Regions from separate parts of the Sus scrofa genome. Here regions 1, 2, 3 and 5 are each linked to region 4. Evidence: chromatin contacts called from public Hi-C and HiChIP or PLAC-seq data. All regions are on one chromosome and are shown on one strand. Each heading gives the region's core, a stretch centred on a gene start, on an enhancer-like site or on the middle of the called end of the contact. The rest is flanking DNA. Distances are from core to core; before and after follow the strand shown. Region 1 holds the start of KCNA7 (potassium voltage-gated channel subfamily A member 7). Region 2 holds the start of HRC (sarcoplasmic reticulum histidine-rich calcium-binding protein). Region 3 holds the start of CA11 (carbonic anhydrase 11). Region 4 holds the start of HSD17B14 (17-beta-hydroxysteroid dehydrogenase 14). Region 5 holds the start of LIN7B (lin-7 homolog B, crumbs cell polarity complex component).

The links. A called contact is a pair of places that touch in the nucleus more often than the background predicts. HiChIP or PLAC-seq counts read pairs in DNA pulled down with a chosen protein or histone mark.
Region 1: an H3K27ac HiChIP or PLAC-seq map of alveolar macrophages shows a contact between it and region 4. The contact joins the promoter of KCNA7 here to the promoter of HSD17B14 in region 4. A contact is called at or near these places in 3 of 5 promoter capture datasets (fetal liver, liver and skeletal muscle), 12 of 47 Hi-C or Micro-C datasets (blood, embryonic fibroblasts, epiblast stem cells and 6 more) and 2 of 2 datasets of contacts at active chromatin or transcription factors (alveolar macrophages and skeletal muscle).
Region 2: an H3K27ac HiChIP or PLAC-seq map of alveolar macrophages shows a contact between it and region 4. The contact joins the promoter of HRC here to the promoter of HSD17B14 in region 4. A contact is called at or near these places in 2 of 47 Hi-C or Micro-C datasets (heart right ventricle and liver) and 2 of 2 datasets of contacts at active chromatin or transcription factors (alveolar macrophages and skeletal muscle).
Region 3: a contact with region 4 is called in a Hi-C map of embryonic fibroblasts, with 4 times the contacts expected there. The contact joins the promoter of CA11 here to the promoter of HSD17B14 in region 4. A contact is called at or near these places in 4 of 47 Hi-C or Micro-C datasets (embryonic fibroblasts, heart right ventricle, liver and 1 more) and 1 of 2 datasets of contacts at active chromatin or transcription factors (alveolar macrophages).
Region 5: a contact with region 4 is called in a Hi-C map of liver, with 2.9 times the contacts expected there. The contact joins the promoter of LIN7B here to the promoter of HSD17B14 in region 4. A contact is called at or near these places in 2 of 47 Hi-C or Micro-C datasets (liver and skeletal muscle) and 1 of 2 datasets of contacts at active chromatin or transcription factors (alveolar macrophages).

What each region holds. Positions count from the first base shown.
Region 1 is chr6:54,282,525-54,285,224 of Sscrofa11.1, forward strand. It overlaps KCNA7 (potassium voltage-gated channel subfamily A member 7), which reads right to left and starts at 1,367. Exons shown (of 3, transcript XM_005664712.2): 1 at 1-1,367. It also overlaps a transcript of NTF4 not described here.
Region 2 is chr6:54,340,282-54,342,981 of Sscrofa11.1, forward strand. It overlaps HRC (sarcoplasmic reticulum histidine-rich calcium-binding protein), which reads right to left and starts at 1,357. Exons shown (of 6, transcript XM_003127287.5): 1 at 1-1,357. The coding sequence starts at 1,146. It overlaps TRPM4 (transient receptor potential cation channel subfamily M member 4), which reads left to right and starts at 2,493. Exons shown (of 24, transcript XM_021094712.1): 1 at 2,493-2,627. The coding sequence starts at 2,604.
Region 3 is chr6:53,997,335-54,000,034 of Sscrofa11.1, forward strand. It overlaps CA11 (carbonic anhydrase 11), which reads right to left and starts at 1,310. Exons shown (of 9, transcript NM_001004038.1): 1 at 1,221-1,310; 2 at 1,056-1,130; 3 at 193-335. The coding sequence starts at 1,287. The region is part of intron 2 of LOC110261016 (a long non-coding RNA gene); the gene reads left to right.
Region 4 is chr6:54,142,722-54,145,421 of Sscrofa11.1, forward strand. HSD17B14 (17-beta-hydroxysteroid dehydrogenase 14) reads right to left here and starts at 1,422. Exons shown (of 10, transcript XM_021094705.1): 1 at 1,250-1,422; 2 at 724-889; 3 at 162-200. The coding sequence starts at 811. It overlaps PLEKHA4 (pleckstrin homology domain-containing family A member 4), which reads right to left. Exons shown (of 21, transcript XM_013998606.2): 18 at 2,607-2,625; 19 at 2,568-2,604; 20 at 2,062-2,174; 21 at 1,295-1,752. The coding sequence ends at 1,490.
Region 5 is chr6:54,308,206-54,310,905 of Sscrofa11.1, forward strand. LIN7B (lin-7 homolog B, crumbs cell polarity complex component) reads left to right here and starts at 1,347. Exons shown (of 6, transcript NM_001244232.1): 1 at 1,347-1,419; 2 at 1,849-1,967; 3 at 2,249-2,320. The coding sequence starts at 1,383.

The sequences.
Region 1 (2,700 bases), core at 117-2,616, 140 kb after region 4:
CTTGTTTGTCTCTGCATCTGGCTTTATCTTCGTTTTGTGTCGTTCTGTATCTCTGATCTCAGAAATCTATCTCTATCTCTATGGGTCATGGAGCAGAATTTTGCCGTTGTAGGGTCATCTATGTCTGGTGATTTCTCTAGTCTTAGTCTTTCCAGATCTTCGTCTTCGTTTTAATTCTTGTCTGTCTGTCTCTGTTTATCTCTCGTCTCCCTTGGTCTCTGTCTCTCCCCTCTGACTGGGACTCTTCTCTCATTATGTCTTAGCTCTCTGTCTCTGCCCCTGGATTTTCGGGGCTCCCCTTTGTGTCTTTCTCTTTCTCTGTATTTCTCTGTCGGCAGGCTTCTGGATGACTTGGGGTCTTGGAGTCGTATCTCTGAATCTTTCTCTGACTGGCACTCTAGGTTGGCTCTGCCGCTGTCCTGGTGGTTGCCCTAACCTGGGGACGCTCCAGCAGCTGCAAACCATGAGCATGTTCCCCCCCCCCCCGCTGCGCGTCTCCCCTCCCTACACACACACCCGGTCCCTTCGCTGTGGTCTCCCCCCAGGGTCTCCACTTAGATACGCTGCCAGATTTTCTGAGAACTAGCAAGGCCTGAGCTGTAGCCCTGAATAGTGCAAAAGGAGGCTGGGCCTGCCAGGAACAGGAAAGGGGTGGGCTCGGGAGAGGCCGCAGGGTCACTCGAAGGGACCTAAGGACAGACAGACGATGGCCTTCCAGCCACCAGTGTCCTATGACACTGCGTAAAAATAGATCCATCGGATGCGCTTTGGGGGAAGTGATGGGGCTTGGTCACTGGGACTCCTGGAAATGAGGCCCCGCGCGCCCTCTGCTGGAGGGAGTAGAGAGAGACACTAAAGGTTTCAACTCCCTAGGAATTCTGGCACTTTTTCTTCCGGTCTACAGTCTGAGATGCAATGTAATCATCCATACAGATTTTGGTGTCCCCGTCTCTGTGTTTGTGTCCCTCTCTTTCATGGTCTTTGGCCCTCCCTGTGTCTGGGCCTCTGGCCCCACATCTCTCTGGTTTTTTTCTTTCCCCTTCTCTCTGGCCCCTGTGTCCTTTCTTCTCCCTCTTCTCCCCATTCTCAGAGCCCACAGAGGCCCCTCTTTGTGGGTTTCTGAACTCCCGGTGTGAAGTGATCCCTCCTCCTCCTCCTCCTCCCAGCAGCCCTATCTCTTACACCCTCTGAGCCTCAAGATGGGTGCTCCTCCTTGCCCCTTCCAGGCAGTTCTTCCTCCCTCAGCTCCTTTGAAGCTCAAGCTTATCCATGAACACCTGTTCCCAGCCTTCCTTAAAAACGCACACCTGGAGTTCCTTGGTGGCTCAGCAAGTTAAGGATCTGGTGTGGTCACTGCTGCAGCTCAGGTTGCTGCTATGACTTGGGTTCAGTGATCTTTGGCCTGGAACTTCCACGTGCCACAGGCCTGCCCCCCCCCCATCATTCTTTTCCCTTCTGGCCACTCCCACTCTTTCATGGAAGATTTTCTTTCTTTTTTTTTTTTAGGGCCGCACCTGCGGCATATGGAAGTTCCCAGGCTAGGAGTCGAATTGGACCTGTGGCTGCTGGCCTATACGCCACGCCTCAGCAACATGGGATCCAAGCCGCATCTGCGACCTACACTACTGATCATGGCAACACTGGATCCTTAACCCATGGAGCTATGACAGGAACTCCCAACACTTTTTTTTTTTTTTTAAAGACTGCACCTGCACCATATGGGAGATTCCAGGCTAAGAGTTGAATTGGAGCTACAGCTGCTAGCCTATGCCACAGCCACAGCCATGTGGGATCCCATCAGTGGATCTGAGACCTAGGCAGCAGCTCGTGGCAATGCCGACTCCTTAACCCACTGAGGGAGGCCAGGAATCGAACCCACATCCTCATGGATGCTAGTCGGGTTCTTAACCTGCTGAGCCCAAACGGGAACTCCCAGATCACATTGTCTCTATCCATGCATCTGTTGATGGCAGCTTAGGTTGCTTCCATATCTTGATACTGTCTCCTCCTTGAAGCACTTGCCTTCTTGGCTTCCTGGTTTCCCCCCTACATTTGCCATCATGCCTACTCTGTCTCCTCTGCAGTCTTCCTGCTTTATCTGGATTCTGATGGGTCTCAGGACTTGGTCCTTAGACTTCTTTTTTTTTTTTTTTTTTAATTTTGATGTTTCTTCTTAATGCCTTTTTTTTTTTTTTTAATTTTGCTTAGACTTCTTCCCTTCTCCATCTTCTCTCCTCTCTTAGCTGAGCTCATCCAGTTACATGGCTTCAAATACCATCTCTCTTCCAGTGACTCCCAAATGTAGGTCTCCAGTCGCAAGCTCTTCCATGATTGCTGTATCTTCCAACTTTCAACTCCACAGCTCCATCTGAGTGGCAAACAGACACCTCCGGTTTGGGGGGTTTTTGTCTTTTTAGGGCAGTGCCTGTGGCATATGGAGGTTCCCAGGCTAGGGGTCCAATCAGAGCTGCAGCTGCAGCTGCCATCCCATGACACAACAACAACCTAAGCTCCCTAGCAATGCAGGATCCAAGCTGTGTCTGTGACCTACACCACAGCTCACAGCAATACCGGATCCTTAACCCACTGAGCGAGGCCAGGGATTGAACCCACATCCTCATGGATACTAGGCAGGTTCATTACCACTGAGCCATGACGGGAACTCCCAAACAGACATCTCTGACATGTCCAAACCCAGAA
Region 2 (2,700 bases), core at 107-2,606, 200 kb after region 4:
CCTGTGGCTGGCAGGCTGGTGGCCAAGCTTGGTGGAGATGTCCTCATCTTCCTCCTTGAGGACCCCGGGGTGGTGACGACCAGGGCTCTCTCTCGTATATTCGTCTGGGAAGTCCTCCTCCTCCTCAGTGCTCTTGTGGCCTTGGGCTTGGGGGCTTGCAGCATGGTGGCTGAACTTGACCGTGATCTCCTCCTCTCCTTCCTCCTCCTCATCTCCAAGGCCATGGTGGGTATGTCTGGGAACCTGGTGCCAGTGTTCAGTGGATACGACCTCATCCTCATCTTCCTCATTTCTGTGGCCTGGGTGTCCGTGGCCAGGGACATGATGGTGGTGCGAGTCTGAGACGTCTCCATCCTCTTCCTTCTCGTGGCCTTGATGCCCGTGCGTCTGATATTTGTACTCAGCGGAGTCACCGTCATTGTCGTCATCTTCTTCTTCTTCATGGCCTCGGTGTCTGTGGCTGGGGCCGTGATGGTGACGTCCAGCTGAGACGTCTTCGTCCTCTTCCATCCCGTGGTCTCGGTGCCCGTGGGCCTGGTGTCCATACTCGGTGGAGATGCCGCCTTCCTCCTCCTCTTCCTCCTCCTCTTCTCCATGGCCTCGGCGTACATGCCTGATGATATGATGGTGTCGCTCGCTGGACACAATTTCATCCTCATCCTCGTCTTGGTGGCCGTGGCTCCCATGGCTGGGGAAGTGGTGCCTGGGCTCAGCTGAATCATCCATGTCTTTGCTCCCACGGCCTCTGTGCCCACCCGCCTGCGGAGCATGCGCTGTGGTTCCCTCCTCCTCAGAGATGTTCTCATCTCCCACCTCGTGGCCTTGGTACCTGTGGCCTTGGCGGGGATGGGCTGCTTTGGAGACATCTTCTTCCTCTTCTCCGTGGTCTCCAGAGGCCCAGAAATGATGCCCACTCTCCGTGGAGACATCGCTGTTCTCATCCCCATGGCTTCTATGGCTATGCCCGGAGTGACCGAACTTGCCTGATGCGTCCTCTGTGGGCCCGGGGATGCCTGCGTTGTTGTTCAAGTTGCTGGGGCCCAGCCCAGCCCCTCTCAGCTGCTGGGTCATAGCAGGGGGGAGGAGCAGGCTGGCCACAGCAGCCCAGAGGAGAGACGCCTGCAACCATGGCCCAGGGTGGCCCATGGGGACAGACCAGCAGCAGAGCTTCTCCCTGGGCTGGCTCCCGCTGTGGCTGAGGCTATGTCGATGAATACTGGGGTCCCTGTCCCTTTGGGGTCCTTCTCTTTCTTTCTCCCTGTGTCTTTCCTTTGCTGTGTCTCTCTCTGTCTCTGCCCTCTGGCCCTCACTGCCAGGCTCCAGACACCCCTCTGAGACAATCTCCAGAACCCCCTGACCCCCTCCGCCCCTCCCTCCCGCTCCCCAGCCAATAGGGTCTCTCCCCTCCCCTCTCTGTGGCTAAATTTACTTTCGGCCCGGAGTTATTCTGGGTTAGGCCCGGCCTGCCCCTCCCCTCCGGCTCTTTCTCCTCTCAGCTGGGGAGGGGGTGAGAGAAGGGGTCTCTCTTTGGCCAGGAGAGGGGGCCAAGGGACTTGATTTTGAATGCCGACAAGTTCCGGTTTGGCAGCTGCAAAAATGGTGTCAAATTTTCAGTGGGCCAATTTGGGGGGAGCCCGGGCCATGGGAGGAGGGGAGCGGGAAGGGTGTATTTGAGGGGAGAGACCCCTGCCAAGGAAGGATTGGGGGTTAGATTATGGGGAGTTTCCGGCCAGAACGGGCGACTTTGCTGAGATGGTGGATGCCCACAGGGAAGCCCTGGACAGGGGTGAGAGGAATTGTGCTCCAGCGTGCGTACCCATGACCTCCTGTCCCTGGAACTCAGATCTGGGGGCAGGGGATGGGGCCAGGCCAGGGCTATAAATACAGCAGGGGGTGTGTGTGTGCAGGGGGCTCAGGTTACTCAGGAGGCTGCAGCTGTCCCTGTCCCTGGAGAGCTAGCAGGAGACATGGGGGCCCTGCCTGTGTATCAGTACCTCCCCCTCATCCTATCACTGCTGTCCTCACCCCTCGCTCTTTGGGTTCCCAGCCTTCTCTGTGGGTTCCCTTCTCTCAGTTCTTGTTTCTTCACCCGCTCTCTTGGAGTCCCTGTCCCCCTCCCCAGGATTCTGTCCCCTTCTCACTCTCAGGCTTCTGTCTCTCCCTCTCAGTCTGAGTGTCTCCGCCGCGCCCCCACCCCGCCCCCGCCAACTTCCTTCCAAGCACCCCCCCCTCGCTTTGGGTCGATGTAGCCCCTCGCCAATCTCTGTCCCCCCTTTCTGATTCCCTGTCCCAACCTAAGGCTTCGTGTCCCCATCCCATCCCCTTTTTGTGTGCCCTCTCCCTCATCACTGGCATTTCCTCTCTGAGTCCCTGTCCCCCACCCCGGGTCCCCGGCCCCCTCTCCCCGGGTCTCGCCTGCCGGTCCCTCAGACCCTTTGCCCCGCCTCCCGCTCTGCGCGTCTCCGAGATTCCCCGCCCCCTAGACCTGGCCCCGCCCAGGCTGGGCTGGGACGTAGTGGATCCGGTTTGTCCCGGGCGCGTCTAGAGCCCGGGTTGGTTGAGGGAATGCAGGGAGTCGGATAGTTTGCAGAGGCTGCAGCAGCATGGTGGGTGCGGAGAAGGAGCAGGTACAGCGGCCGGACCCCGGGTCTGAGGGAACAGGGAGCTGGGGGCCGGGACCCCTGGTTCCCGGAGAGGAGG
Region 3 (2,700 bases), core at 60-2,559, 150 kb before region 4:
CCAAGAGATGGAAAGACTAGGAGGCCATGTTTGGAGAGGGAAGAATCAGGGATCCATTTAAGGGTGGACAGCGCCTCCTCTCTGCTCAGTGTAGGGCTCCTTCCCCCAGGCTAGCCTCCCAGCTCATGCCCCACCCCCGACCCCAACTCAAGCCCAGTGGGGTTTGGTAACCCCTCCCAACAGGCCACTTACCTTCTCTCCCCCAGTGCTGAGTCTCAGTGGGGGCAGAAAGGGGTCGTAAAGGACCCTCTTCAGCTCCACATCCACAGGGCTCTGCCGCTTCCCCACAGCACACAGACTCCAGGCTGCGTTCACCAGGCCCCAGAAGGGAGGCCCTGGGAGCAGAGGTGGGGCAGGGAGGAAAGGGAGTCAGAAGTAGGGACTAGATCTCAGTGCTGGGATCTGCTGGGAAGGCTGTGGTTTCCTGACTTTGAGGGAGGAGGTGGCTGAAATGCAGAGTCCTGGGTCCTAGAAGACTCTTAGAGGAGTTTCCTATACCGCCCCCCTACCCCCAACACCTCCAAGCCTCTCTTTGATCAAACCTATCATCAATGGTCTTTGGGGAAGAAACTACAACTCCCAGCAGTCTGTGAGGTGGCCAGCCTACCCATCCCCTGCCTGCTTGCCCCAGAGCCCATGGGAGTTGTAGTTCTTCAGTCTCCCTTATCCCACAGCTGGTTGATGAATGTACTGGGGAGAAGGAGTTGCAAGAGAGGGCTGGACCAGGTGGAGAACCGGGCCCCGAACCTCTGGTTCTCAGTACGAGCCAGGACCTACCTGGTCTTTCCCAGCAAGCACACACACACTCTTCCACCCCCACACTCCCTTGCCTTCCACTCACTCCCACTCCCGACTCGAAATGCGCATGTATAATGTCCCATGCTGAGCCACCCGGGGTCAGAGGCTGGGCCTCCGGAGGGAGGAAGGAAGGGGCTAGGACTCCTGGGTCCTGGGGATGGGGGGGGGGGCGGGGGGGGGCAGGGGAGGAGCGGACTCCGGGGTCTCAGGAGGAAAGCCTGGCTGCCCAGACGCCTGGGTCCCCGCCCTGGCTGCACCTGGCACGAAGTTTCCCTGGAGATTATCCTTGTAGCTCCACCAGTCCTCTGGGTCAGGTGCGGGTCCGATGTGAGCTGGGGAGACAGCGGCTTGAAACCCTCTCCTGGACACCCCACCCCCACCCCTCCCTGAGGGGCTCCTGCCCCGACCCCCCCAGGCCTTACCTGCCGCCCCCAGTACTGCCCAGAGTACCAGCGCTCGAGGGGCGCTCAGACGAGCTGCACCCCCCATCCCGGGGAAGCCTCGGGGCGACCCCTATCCCAATGCCCTGACCCCCAACCCCCCAGCTCCTTCCCTTCTCTGTGGAACCCCGACCCCCCAAGGACTTGCAGCCTTCCTCTCCTCCACACGGGGAGCCCCAGTTCCCAATTTCTGAGGCAGCCGGGGACTGAGACCCCCCTACCCCACCCACTCCCCTGCTCCTTCTCGGCGTGTCTCCTTCCTCGCCTCTCTCCCCAAGCCCTCGAGTCTCCCTCTGTCTCCCGGTCTTCCTACTCCTCTCCTCTGCCTTCTGCTTTTCCCTCGGGTTACCCCTGGGCTTCTAACCCACACCCCCCTCTTCGCTCTCTTTTCATTAAGCTCTCCCCAGCCTCCTAACTCCATGTCTCCATCCTGCTTCTCTCACCTCCTCCTCCTCCCTCTCTCCCTCCTCTGCTCCTGCCTCTTCCTTCTCCCCTTCTTCTCCTCCTCACTCTCTCCCTCTCGGCCTCCCGCTGCCCCCTCTCTCTCTCCCCCCACCTCCTCCTCTCCTGCCTCTTCTGTTTCTCTGTCTCGCTCTTCTCCCTCCCCCCCTTCTCTCTCTTGCTGTTATTTAATTTTTCTGTTGGGGGGGGCTCTCACAGCAGCGAGCACCCCTCCCTGGGCTGGTGTGTGTGGGTGGTGGTGGAGGGAGTACTCCCAGGGGCAGGATAGAGAGGTTGTTGGGGGGGGGGACTCGTCCCCAGCTCCCAGCCGCGCTGGGGCCACGGGGGCGGGGGTGGCCCGGACACCTGGGGCCCAAGAGCTGGCAGTTTCCATCCTCCGCAGAAGGGGGAAGGGGGGGGCCCTTAAGGTGGAGCTGGGAGAGTCCTCGGGTGTCTCCACGCTCAGGGCCACTGGCCCTGAAGGATCCGGGATCCCCCAGCTCGCAGGGACCCAGGTGCGAGCCTGCACAGCGCCTGCAGCCCCCCGCCGGATGCATCACCCAAGCCTCCACCAGGGGCTCCCTTAACCCGGCTAGGGGATCCCCTGGGAGACCGGAGTGCGGTGTGGGCCGCTGACCAGGAGGGGGAGGCAGAGACTTGGAGAGAGAGTGGGGGAGCGGGAGGAGGCAGGAGGAGGAGCCGGGGAGGCTGAGGCAAGAGAGCAGAGGTGAGGTCAGGGAGCTGCGGAGGCTTGAGGAGGAAGAGGAGCCTGAGATGGGGAGATTTGGCAGGAGACGCAGGGTAGAAAATAAACAGGCAGGGAGGTGGGGGCAGCCGCGGGAGACCAGAGAGAGGGGGAAAGAGAGAGAGAGAAAGAGAGAGAGAGACCTGGGACATACAGTGAATGCAAGAGATGCAGAAACTGATAAGATACACAGAGACAGAGACCCCCAGAATGACAGGGGGGAAAAAAATACAGAATGAGACAGATAACAGGTGGAGGCAGAGAAAGATACAGACA
Region 4 (2,700 bases), core at 172-2,671:
TGGGTCTCAGAGAGGAGGGGCTGGGGGCCCAGGATCCTGGGTCTGAGGGAGGAGGGCTGGGGCTGGATCCTGGGTCTGAGGGAGGAGGGTGCTGGGGCCTGTATTCTTCTTGAATCTAAGGGAGGAGGCAGTGGGCTGAGGACTGGGGGACCCTCACTCACCGTCTTTGTCACAGATCACCACCTGGGCGCCACTTTCCACTGCGAATAGACAGGGAATAGGTTAGCCCTGCAGAGACCTTGGTGAAGATCTCTGCTGCCCTCTGTGGCCACCCGGAACAGGGCCGTTCCCCCCCCACCACCGCCCCAGCTCTGTTCCCCTCGTGACCCCAAAGTCTCATGATGATCCCGTAGGGCAAAAGGCAGAAGCCTAGCCTTCTCCTTGGCTATTCCAGGTGACTTCTGGGGCTCCTGAGTCTCCATCCCTGGGTTCTAGAGTAAACCCTAAACCTCCAAAAGACATATTCCTTCAACCACCACCCCCGGCCCCCCATTCTGTAGCAATAGCTGAGACCCAGAGAAAGGGAGTCAATGGCATTTGAAAATCCGCCGCAATCTCAGGCCCCAGGCCACCTCTGCCTTCCCTTCGTTAACTTTGCAAATTGGATTTTACGAGACAAGAATCTAGATTCCAGTACAGAAGATACTTCGTCCCACACCCATTAGCCCCCGGGTCCCTCCGCTCCCAGACTCCACTGTTCAGAGCCGACCAGACCCCACTCACCGAAGGCTCGGACGATCCCAGCTCCGATGCCGCGCCCGCCCCCCGTCACGATTACCACCTTCCCGGCATAGCGCGTTCCCGTTGCCATCCCGCGTCAGAAGGTCTCCTTCGGCCACTCACTCACACTCACTCGAGGCTTCTATCCCCCTCTGAAGTCCGGTGAGGTCTTGGGGTCGAACCATAAATAGGGGCTGGATCCTGAAGCCCGGCCCCGGGGGCGTTGCCAGGAAAGCCAGAAGCCTGGAACTTGGCCCCAGCCCCCTCCTCCCTCAGACCCAGGAGGCCGGTCCCCCAACCCTCAAACTCGGGATTCCTGGAGTCCGGCCCCCTCTGCCGGACCTTGGACTCCAAAGTCCAGGTCCCGGGTCCTCTCTTCCTTCAGACCCAGGAATCCAGGTCGCCGGCCCCCTCCTCCCTCAGACTCAGTAATCCAGACCTCGAGCTCCCCCCGTTCCTCTGACACACAAAGCTGAGTCCGCTGTCCCCTCCTCCCGCGGGACCCAGGAGTTCACCACTCCAGCTCTACCTCTTCGAGACACCGGTGTCACAACTCCAAACAGACAGAAAGTTATCGACTAAGAGTTCAATGTTTTAATCCAAATTTGGACAAGTATTGGGAAAATCAAACTTTGGCCAAAGTAGCCACTCCTCGGCCACCGGGAGGGGACCAGATCACGCCCTCAGGTGAGGGAAGAGGCTCCATCTGTCCCGGAAGTACCTCCGGGACACGCCCTCCAGCTCTGATTGGCTGCCCTGCTTGGGCGGGTCAGAAGCTGGACTGTAGCAGCGTGACTCTCAGAGGCCACGCCTCCTCGTCTGGGGTTAGCGCGGGAGGGGCGGTCCCGGAATCCCAGGTCGGCTCCCAAGAGGCCGGGCCTGCGTCGCGCCCAGTCCCTCGGTGGGAGAACCCCGTGGAGTGGGAACTGGCCACTGGAGGAGATCTTGGGGGCGAGGACACGCAGGGCGTGGGATCTGACGGAGGTGGCGACGCAGGGGGAAGAGGGTCTCCTCGAGAGTCCAAACTGCCACCTGGAGAGGACGGACGGAGAACGAGAATGGCAAACTTTGGGACCCAGAAGTCCCGACACCCAGGACTTTCCTCTCAAACCTAGGAGTCCAGGCTCCCCGTCCTCTCCTCCCCAGACACGGCAGTCCTGGGATCCAGTCCCCTCCTACTGGGGTCTGGAACCCCCAAGCCCTGTCCAGCTCTTTCTTTACCAAGGCAGAGGGTTTCTGGCGGTCGTCGGACCCCCCTCCCCACCAGGACCTAGGATTCCGGGCCTCCAGACTCCCTCTTCCCTAACACCCAGGAGCCCAAGGTCCCCAGCCCATTCTCACCTGTCATCATTCGGTGCCACTGTGACGCCTCAGCAGCCAAGGCTTGAGAGAGGCTGAGAACTCGCTCCCGGTGACCCTCAGATGTTGGTAAATAAGGGGTCGTGTTCCTCGGACTAGAAAAAAGAAGATGCAGGGGTGGCCTTGAATAATTTGCCTGTAAGGTGAGGACCACGGTGCAGAGCGTGTCCTTCTGGGAGTTGTAGTCCCTAGCATATGGCTCTAAAGGATTTTGAACAGGGCGAGACCCTCTTTTTAAGTCTGCGTGCATTATGGGATCTGTAGTCCAATTGCCCGAAAACTTCCCGACAGAGGAGCAGAGTTTGACAGCAACGGTGGAACCGCTGTGAACTAGGGCTTTCTCATTCCCCAGGAATTCAAGCGTCTCTGAAATGTTCTGCCATCCATACCCTGGTACTCAAGAGTACTCAGGAGACATTAATACTTAATGCTACTCCTCACCCTTTTGTTGACTTTCTTGCTTCTAGTTTGGATCTCCAATTCCTTACCTGCTCCAGGACCCAGAGCTTCTGAGCCATTTCTGGCTCCTGAGTGTCCCAGGGCAGGCTGCAAAGGAATTGGAGCATTAGAATTCCTCCCCCAGGAAGCCCTCACGTCCTCATTTTGAGGATGAAGTGAAGG
Region 5 (2,700 bases), core at 97-2,596, 170 kb after region 4:
ACAACAGGAACTCCCCTTCCTGACCTTTAATGCTAGTTTTGAAGACTCAGTCCTAGGTCCTCTCTGGTCTGTATTCTCTCGCCTCCAGCATTTAGGGTTTTATTTACCATCTTTGTGCAAATTCTCAAAACTGCTTGCAGGTCTTGGTACTGCACCAGCTCTTCAAAGACGAAATATCGACTCTCCCTCTAGTAGCATAGATCATGTTAGCAAAAGGCCCCACAAGCATCTATACCCCCTTCTCCTCCACCTCCCGGTCCTCGGATACAGTCAATCAGCAAGACACATATTTCCAAATCTGTCCACTTTTCCTCCGCGCCTCTGCCCTGGTCCAAGCCATCACAGAGTTCCTGCAAGAGCCTTCCTGATCAACCCCCCTGCTTCCACTCTCGTTCCCATCCAATCCAGGCTCCACACAGTGTCCACAGTGATCTTAAAATATATGTTTCAATGTCGCGTTTTACTCTTAGGGGTTACCATGAAGTCCAAAGTCCTCAGCAGGAGCATGCCAGCATACAAGGCTGTGTGCATCAACCGCATCCTGCCGACCTGTTCACCTTCCTCATAAACAGCTCCAGTTCATGGAGTTCCCCTGGTGGTGCAGCGGAAACGAATCCGACTAGGAACCATTGGGGTTGCGGGTTCCATCCCTGGCCTTGATCAGTGGGTTAAGGATCTGGCGGTGCTGTGAGCTGTGGTGTAGGTCGCAGACCAGGCTCGGATCTGGCGTGGCTGTGGCGTAGGCTGGCAGCAACAGCTCAGATTGGACCCCTAGCCTGGAAACCTCCATATGCCGCCGGTGTGGCCCTAAAGACAAAAAAGACAGAACAGAAAACCAGAAAACTCCAATTCTTACTCTGCTATCCAACCATGTGGGCTCTTTCGGTCTAGAAAGTGACTCACGAGCCACCTCTGGAGCTCTCCTCCAAGGACTCTATGTCAATGTCCCTCCTGGATCCCAATTCTGATCACGGTCGTAGTTTAGTGTCTACCCGCCCCCCACCCCCCGACTAAGCTCCAGGACGGCAGTGGACTTGTGTACCCTGCTCATCACCACGCCGGTCATCTTGGGCCGAGATGTTTAACAAGTTGTCTAATAAATCTGGGAGAAAGGGATAGACAGGGGACAGACAGGTGTGGCGGGCAGCTCAGATAGACTGAGATGAAAGGTGGTGCAGACGCTGCAATGGACGGTCACAAACTCAGCGGACCGATGGAGTTTGAGGGCAGGGGAGCGAGCCCCGAGCGGAGGCCGGTAGGGCGGTGCGCACGCCAGGCCGCGCCTCTGCAGGTGGCGCTCGTCGCCGGGGCGTGGCCTCGCGCAGCCCCGCCTTCCTCGCCGGCGACCCGGCAGGCGGGTGCCTCGCAGCGGCGGCGCAGACATGGCTGCGCTGGTGGAGCCGCTGGGGCTGGAGCGGGGTAAGCGCGCCAGGCGGCCCTGCCCACCCGGCCGCGGCCTGCGTCCGGGACCCGGGCCCCGGACTCCGGGCCCCGCCCCTCCCCCGGCGGGGCCCAGGCGGGTGGGCGGGCCCGGCGGGGGTGGGCGGGGCGGGTCGCAGCAAGTCAGGCTGTCGATGGGCGTGGGAGGGTCGGCGGGCCCGCTGGACGGCGAGGGGGAGCCCGCCGCCCACCTCCGGCCGTGTGTGCCTGGGGATCCTGGGGACGCAGGGTGACTGGTGGCAGTCTCTCCACTGCCGCCGGCAGCTCTGCGGCTGTCCGACTGGGACTTGGCTGTCTTGCCCCGGGTCTGCGCTCGCCCTTCCTCGGTCTCCGGCCGCATATCTCCGGGCTTCGCTGCGTCTTCCAGTCTCTGACTCTGTGTCTGTGCGCCCCGCCCCCGCCCCGCAGACGTGTCCCGGGCGGTGGAGCTCCTCGAGCGGCTCCAGCGCAGCGGGGAGCTGCCCCCGCAGAAGCTGCAGGCCCTCCAGCGAGTCCTGCAGAGCCGCTTCTGCTCTGCCATCCGGGAGGTGAGAGCAACGCAGCGCCAGGGCCCGAGCGGGCGGGCGGCCGTCGTCCTCCTCTGGGTCGCCCCGAGCCTGGGGACTACGCCTCCCAGCAGCGACCGGGGCGGCCTTCCTTTGGGGCGCCCGCGCTTCAGCTCAGGTGTCCATTGGGAATTGTGGTTCCCGCGGCCTCCGGGCTGCAGGGGCGGGGCGGATCTGCGGGTGGGAGGGTCTGCAGGCCCGGACTTCTGGGTTGAAGGCAGGCGGGGGCTGGCGGCTCCTCGACGCTTTTGCGTCCTCACCAGGTCTATGAGCAGCTCTATGACACGCTGGACATCACCGGCAGTGCTGAGGTCCGGGCCCACGCCACGGCCAAGGTAGGCGCCCCTCGCCCCACTGCGCCTGGCATCCTCCGAATGGGATGGGCTGGCTCAGCGTCCTCCCCACGTCGGTCAGCCGTGTTTCAGGCTTCTGCCGTGTCTGTGTACCTGCCTTACTTAAGTATAAGGCATTTTACATACGCGCCCATCTTTCGCTTAAATGTCATATAAAGGCGTCTTTTGCCACTAGAAATAGAAACTAGTACCAAATGCCTGACGGGAAGCTGACCTTCGACAGTGAAATAGCGTTAAACCCCGAAATCTTACTAAACCCCAGTTAGATGCTGTTCCCTTGCTGCTTCGTGGAGGCTCTTGGCTCTGTCCAGGCCTTGTCGTTCTGTTAAAAAGTGAGATTGGCGAGTGTTGAGTCTCCGAGA